Regions from separate parts of the Triticum aestivum genome. Here region 2 is linked to region 1. A link is a contact called in public Hi-C data. All regions are on one chromosome and are shown on one strand. The core of a region is the stretch at or near the end of the contact, and the rest is flanking DNA. Distances in the headings are between cores, read along the strand shown. Region 1 holds the start of LOC100415831 (autophagy-related protein 3). Region 2 holds the start of LOC123128551.

Region 1 (2,993 bases), core at 248-2,747:
CACTAGCACTACCGAATCTATACAAAAGAGTTAAAATCAAAATACACAGATAAGATAAAGGAGCTTACGTGATGCTAACATCATATGTTCTGGTGAGAAGAATGTTGTCATCATCAGGCTCTTCTGCGACAAAATATGAAGGCTGAGGGGTAGCCTGAAATGAGACGAGAAAGGCAAAACAGGAATCGTTAACAGTTTTGAACTTTGTCAGCCTTGCTTAGCATATCAATGATAGGTTCATCATGGCCTCACTGTAGAATGATCTCCTGTGTCTTCATAGGTGTCCATGTCAGGTATATCCTCCTCCTCATCTGGCTTTTCACTAGCACCAAAGTAGGAGGGGATAGATTTGATCTCTTCGACTTTCCCTATGTCCAATGTATCCATAGACGGTATGTCTTCCTCCTCTTTTGACTCTGATGCTAAACATTACCAACAGAAGAAACAAAAAAGAGTTCAGCCCATACAATCCGCAGTGTAGAACAAAGCAGCATTGACACTGAGAAATCAACCTTGCAGCCCATGTGTTGCGAGCCAGCCTTCGCCATCCTCATCATCATCGAGAACAACCTCAGCTCCCGCTGCATCATACTCTTCCTCGACCGCCACAGCTCGTCTTAGGCAGGGCACTGCCAAGGAAAGCAAATTCAGGAGTCCACTTGTAATAAGAACAATATAATGAGCAACCAACTGAGCTTTTCTGAAGCCAGGACCGTTCTACTAGCTATGTCGCTATTTATCTTTTTCATTCATCAGCCAATTATGTTCGACTAGTAGTACAGAAATATGCCTAGACAAACATGCTTGCTACGCTTGTAACTACCCGTCGATACATGGGGATAACAATGAATTCTATCCTCCAGCGCAGCATCCACCAAATTGAACGAAATACTAGACAGGAAGTATGGATCACATCTTGACGCAATTCAATTCGACAGCAGCATACCGTTCCTGGTGACGAGGAACTGCTTATCGGAGGGGAGGTATGGCTTCCTCTTGCTCGGATCGCCCGCCTCCCTGCACAACACAGACACCCACCAAACGATCAGATCAATCAGACGCCCCACCCCCAAAATCCCTGAACCGCGGAGGCGAGGGGACGCACCAGGACCAGGTTGGGCACTTGGATACGAGGTTGTCGCCGGCGAGGATGAACTCGGGGACGGAGAGGACGCCCTTCTCGAGGAACGCCGAGACGGTGCGCGGGCCCGTGACCCGCTCCACCGTCCCCTTGTAGAGCTCGTAGACCTTCTGCTTCATCTGCATCGTCGCCGCCTCGCCTCTCCTGGTTGCTTCCTGTCGACGGAGACGAAGGGGGAAGCGTGGGAGAGAGGGGCAGGAGGAGGAGGAGGAGTTTCGTTTGCCTCCAGCAGAAGGCACCGGCGAGAAGGAGGAGCAGGGCACAGCCGTCTCTGCTGTTTTCTAGTAGTACGCCACCGGAGTTCTTTTAGGGGAGGAGTACGCTACCGGAGTTGGAACACGCACGATGTTGGAGTTGGAGCCAGGAATGTGGGGGTTGCCTTGTTGGGTGGGTCAGGCTCGAGCCAGCCCCTAGTTTATAGGCCCTGGCCCAGATCCGACGTAGGTCTGGGCTGGATAGCGGATCTATAGCTGGCCAAACGGGCCGTGCTAACTGGGCCGGCCCGGTAGTACGGCACGGCACGGCCCTGGCTAAACGGGCCAGGCCCGGCACGCGGCACACCATGGGCCATGCCTGGGCCTGGAGGCTGGGCACGCGGGCCTGCACGGCACGACTCGTTTATTTTTATTTTGAAATATATATATATATATATATATATATATATATATATATATGTCCTATATAAATACCTAATACTCCCTCCGTTCCAAAATATAGTGTTTTCTCTATTTTCGTGCTTCAACTTTGACCATAAATTTAACCAACAAGGCCGACTGCGACAGAAGCAAAATTTATACCAGTGAATTCGTATTCATTTTTTTTTTCAATTATATAATTTTTTCTTCCGCCGCAGTCGGTCTCGTTGGTTAAATTTATGGTTAAAGTTGGACCTCAAGAAGCGCTTGCACTATATTTTGGAATGGAGGGAGTACTCTAATATGTTCAATAATTTTGTAATGCATGCATACTTTTGTAGCGTTTTGTTGTCTTTTCAGTTTTGTCAGGTCGGTTTGTACATGGCTTATACTATGATCCTTATGATATAAATGAGACACGTATTACCATGTAAAAAATATATTTTTATCCTTTTTAATACTTCATCGTACTTTTTACATCTTTTGGGCTTTCCCCCTGTTTTTCCGCGTATTTCAAGGAAAAAATCAAATCGACACGGGCCGGGGTGCCTAAGCGTGCCACGGGCCGACCCACTTATATCCCGTGCAGTGCTTAGGCTGCTGCCTGCAGCACGTGGGTCGGCATGGCACGACTCGGCTATTAACCGTGCCCTAGTGGGCCGTGTCGTGCCGTGCATGTTTACGGCGGGCCAGGCCGACCCGTTTGGCCAGCTCTGACTGGATCGTGATGGAAGGTTTTTTAGAAACACTTATATAACTTTTATTTATACTCATGACAATTACAGGTACATTGATTTGGACCTAAGTTTTGAGAAAATACAAAATAACTCCTATGACTAAAATTACAACGAGGTATCAACTTCTGCTCGAAGAAATACTCCAAAGACTTCGTTAAAGAGTTTGCAATTAGACTGAAACAACGATGTTGCCATTCTTTCACCCACACAAACATCATCAATAATGGTTTTTGAAAGCGTCTTGAGTCGCCCATCTAAAAAAGATGGGAAACCTTAATCGATGAACGTATTTGGTTCGTGGATGATCCACTAGAAATGCGTACCGTCGAATCACTATATCTTCACCATTGTGTCGATGAAAGATTTCACCTCCACAAAAAATCAAACAAACAGAAAAGCTTGACACAACAACATAAACTCATCGGATCCGAATAATCGAATCTGCGAGGACATAAAACTCTCTAATCTCATGGCACCGTC
Region 2 (2,993 bases), core at 126-2,625, 750 kb before region 1:
CCAGCCATCAAATCAAACATAAGAAAGAAGAGAAACGGAGGGGGGAGAGGGAGGGGAAGAGAGGAGGAGACGCGGAGAGGGAGGCAGAGGTGAGCTCACCTGCCGCCGGCGAGGCAGGATGACGCGGGGGCGGACGAGCCAGACGGGATGGGGCGGCGGACTGGGCGGCCGGCGGCGCAAACCCTGGCTCCCCGGGGGGGTCGGGCAGGTCGAGAGAGAAACGAGGGACTGTGCGTGTGTTGAGCAAGCTGGAGGCCCTAATCCCTCTGATGTGTTTGGTTGGGGAACCAACTGTCATGGAATGGAATGGTTCCATTCCAGAGGAATGGGTCCGTTCCATTCCTGTGTTTGGTAGGAGCAAAAGAGCGGAACAGGTTGGTTCCGTTCCGCTGTTTGATTGGAAGCATGGAATGAAAAATGGAATGATATAAAATTCAAAATTTCGGCAGCATTTCATTTGTATTTTCAAGAAAGACAACATAACAATATATATTGACAATCTTAACAATATATACTATCAAAAATATGGCTACAATGATGCTTACATCAACATATATATTGCAAAGACACACTGGACATCATGTATTTTGCTACAAATTAGGAAAAGAGACACTGATTTTAACAACATAAAGCAACAAAAGTGAATAACCAACAACCATGAGTCATCATAGTAAGGTCTACATCTCTCTCTATCATGAACATCAACAGCATATTCTTGGCTGGGAATATACATGAGCAGCAGCAGCATATACAAGAGGAAGTGATGATTGTTTTACCTTGAGAGTCAGGTGCTGTGCTGCGCCTATGTTGCCGGTGTCAGCTCGCCGAAAGCCGCCGCGGCCACCCTGGGAATCCTCTGCAAGCCGCCGCAACAAGATCCAAACCGAGCTCCCCTTGTGTTCTGCTGCAAATAGCGAGAGGAAAGAGAGGGGTTAGCGGGCGGAGGGGAAGGGGGGAACCGGCCGGCGGGGAAGGCAGGAACCGGCCGACGGGGAAGGGAGGAACCGGCCGGCGCCGCTCGGATCGATGGGAGGGAGAGAGAGTATGGGGAGGCGGCGCACCTGGGAGGGCGAGGGGATAGGGGCATAGGGCTGCGAGAGTGCGAGGGTGAGCGGTTCCGCCTTTTGTTTTTTTTAGGGGTGAGCGGTTCCGTCCGGCCGTTTTCGAGGTCTCACCTCGTTCCGCATCTGGGCCGAATATTCGGTCCGGGGGAACGAATGGGTTCCGGTCCATTTGTCTAACCGAACGCGAAAACGAGGCCTGGGAATAAGTCGGACCCATGCCATTCCGGCCCATGAAGGAGAATGACGGCCTGCCGAGTAAGGCATCAGCGTTGTATAGCCCTTGACTTGAGGCACGCAGCACGCGCCGACCCCGACAGGCAAACCTGCGTCCTGGCCGCCATCCCGGTGTGCCGTCCCCCTCCAGCCGGCGACCGCGCCGACACGCCGTCCGCCTCCTCTGCTCCCCGGCCACCTCGTCCGCGCGTATGATCCCACCCTAGCCCGTGGTAAGTAAACGCACCGCCCCTCAATTCTACTCCTACTTGTCAACTACCACTTGCAACATTTCGGGATTTGTTCTTTCTTGGAATATACTAGTACGGATTCATCCGTGCGCATCGTCGAATTCACCCCGCCCGGACGGATGATCGCCGTATGCTACTACCGTTTTTTTTCTGATGATCGCCGCCGTATTCCAAATCATTCCATAGGATTCCCTACGAATTTTTCACACCAGGATCGGACAAACAGTCAGACACCACCGCCAGCTGACCCTGGACGGGGAGGACGATACGCTTACTGCTAGCCACCGGCGACTGAACGCGAGGATCATGACTGAATGAACGCGACAGCCCAAGCCCTGCCCGCCATGTAATCCAACACCCCAAGAATCAATCAAAATCAATGCATGACTTCACTTCACTGTGCCACTCGTACGTGCCCTATGAATTAGTAAGCCCCAACCCTGACGACGCTGCCGGCGATCGACCATTACTCCTTCCCCTCCAATCACATGGCTCGCCCTTCTTCTCCCACTACCACTAGCTCGCTCTCTCTGGCTCTGGCCGCGTAGAGTACATTGTACATGCAGTTGGTCTCGGTTTCAGATGGCTGGTGAATCATTAAGCTAGACGGGTGTCGTAAGTCGTAACCCGGTTCGTCGGGTTCCCTTGTCGACGGAAGCCTTTTCCCACTGCGCTGCTAGCGCTAGACGCTAGGACATGGGGCATTTAACGCCCGCATTCATGCCTGTCGCCTGCCTACCTCGTGACATGCTGCATGCATGCGATGCGCCGGCCGGTAGGTAGCTCAGGTCAATGCCGTGGAGGAGGAGAGAACACGCATACCGGTAGGGGTATACGTACTAGTAGCAGGCCAGGGAAGGAATCACATATCTCGTAGCCGTAGCCATGAAGATCGATCCGCTGCCGAGGTTCATCTAGAACTGTAGCATCGGCAACAGTTTCTCTGACGGGTCGTCATGCAACAGTTTCTCATGCAAGTAGTACTGTGCTGCGCCCTTGTGCCTTGTTGATAGTCGGAGACTTGGAGTGGTCGCGGCGGCGTTTCTCTGACTTGGAGCTGCAGCGTGCAGCTCCTTCTACAATTCCACTCTTTTTCCTTCCTTGGAGTAGAATATCACGCGTATGTTAGGACCAGAGCCACTCGCTCGGAAAGTGCAGTAAAAACTTTGGAGAGAGAGACTTACTGCGACTTCCAATCACGTAGGGCCAGTGAGAAACATTGCGGAGTCGAAGCCATGGCATTGGCATGGCGAGTTCTTGCTCGGGCCATTTACTCAGCTGCAGGTGCGCGCGTCAGTGCATTAACGCGGCTCACCAACTCATTCGCTTCCGCGCAGTTACTCCTCCCACTTCCCCTCGCCATCCGTCTCCAGTCTCCACTCTCCCTGTCGCTCTCCCGCTCCGACCCGCTCTTCCTCTTCCTCTGCGGCTCTGCGTCTTCAGTGCACCAACGTCGCTGCCGCGG

Evidence for each region. A called contact is a pair of places that touch in the nucleus more often than the background predicts.
Region 2: a contact with region 1 is called in a Hi-C map of leaf, with 7 times the contacts expected there. The contact joins the promoter of LOC123128551 here to the promoter of LOC100415831 in region 1. A contact is called at or near these places in 2 of 5 Hi-C or Micro-C datasets (both in leaf).

Annotation. Positions count from the first base shown.
Region 1 is chr1B:425,126,206-425,129,198 of IWGSC CS RefSeq v2.1, reverse strand. LOC100415831 (autophagy-related protein 3) reads right to left here and starts at 1,497. Exons shown (of 11, transcript XM_044548579.1): 1 at 1,106-1,497; 2 at 947-1,017; 3 at 513-629; 4 at 253-422; 5 at 69-154. The coding sequence starts at 1,266.
Region 2 is chr1B:425,880,988-425,883,980 of IWGSC CS RefSeq v2.1, reverse strand. It overlaps LOC123128551, which reads left to right and starts at 1,375. Exons shown (of 12, transcript XM_044548587.1): 1 at 1,375-1,510. It overlaps LOC123128586, which reads right to left and starts at 1,296. Exons shown (of 3, transcript XM_044548636.1): 1 at 1,062-1,296; 2 at 777-901. The coding sequence starts at 1,296.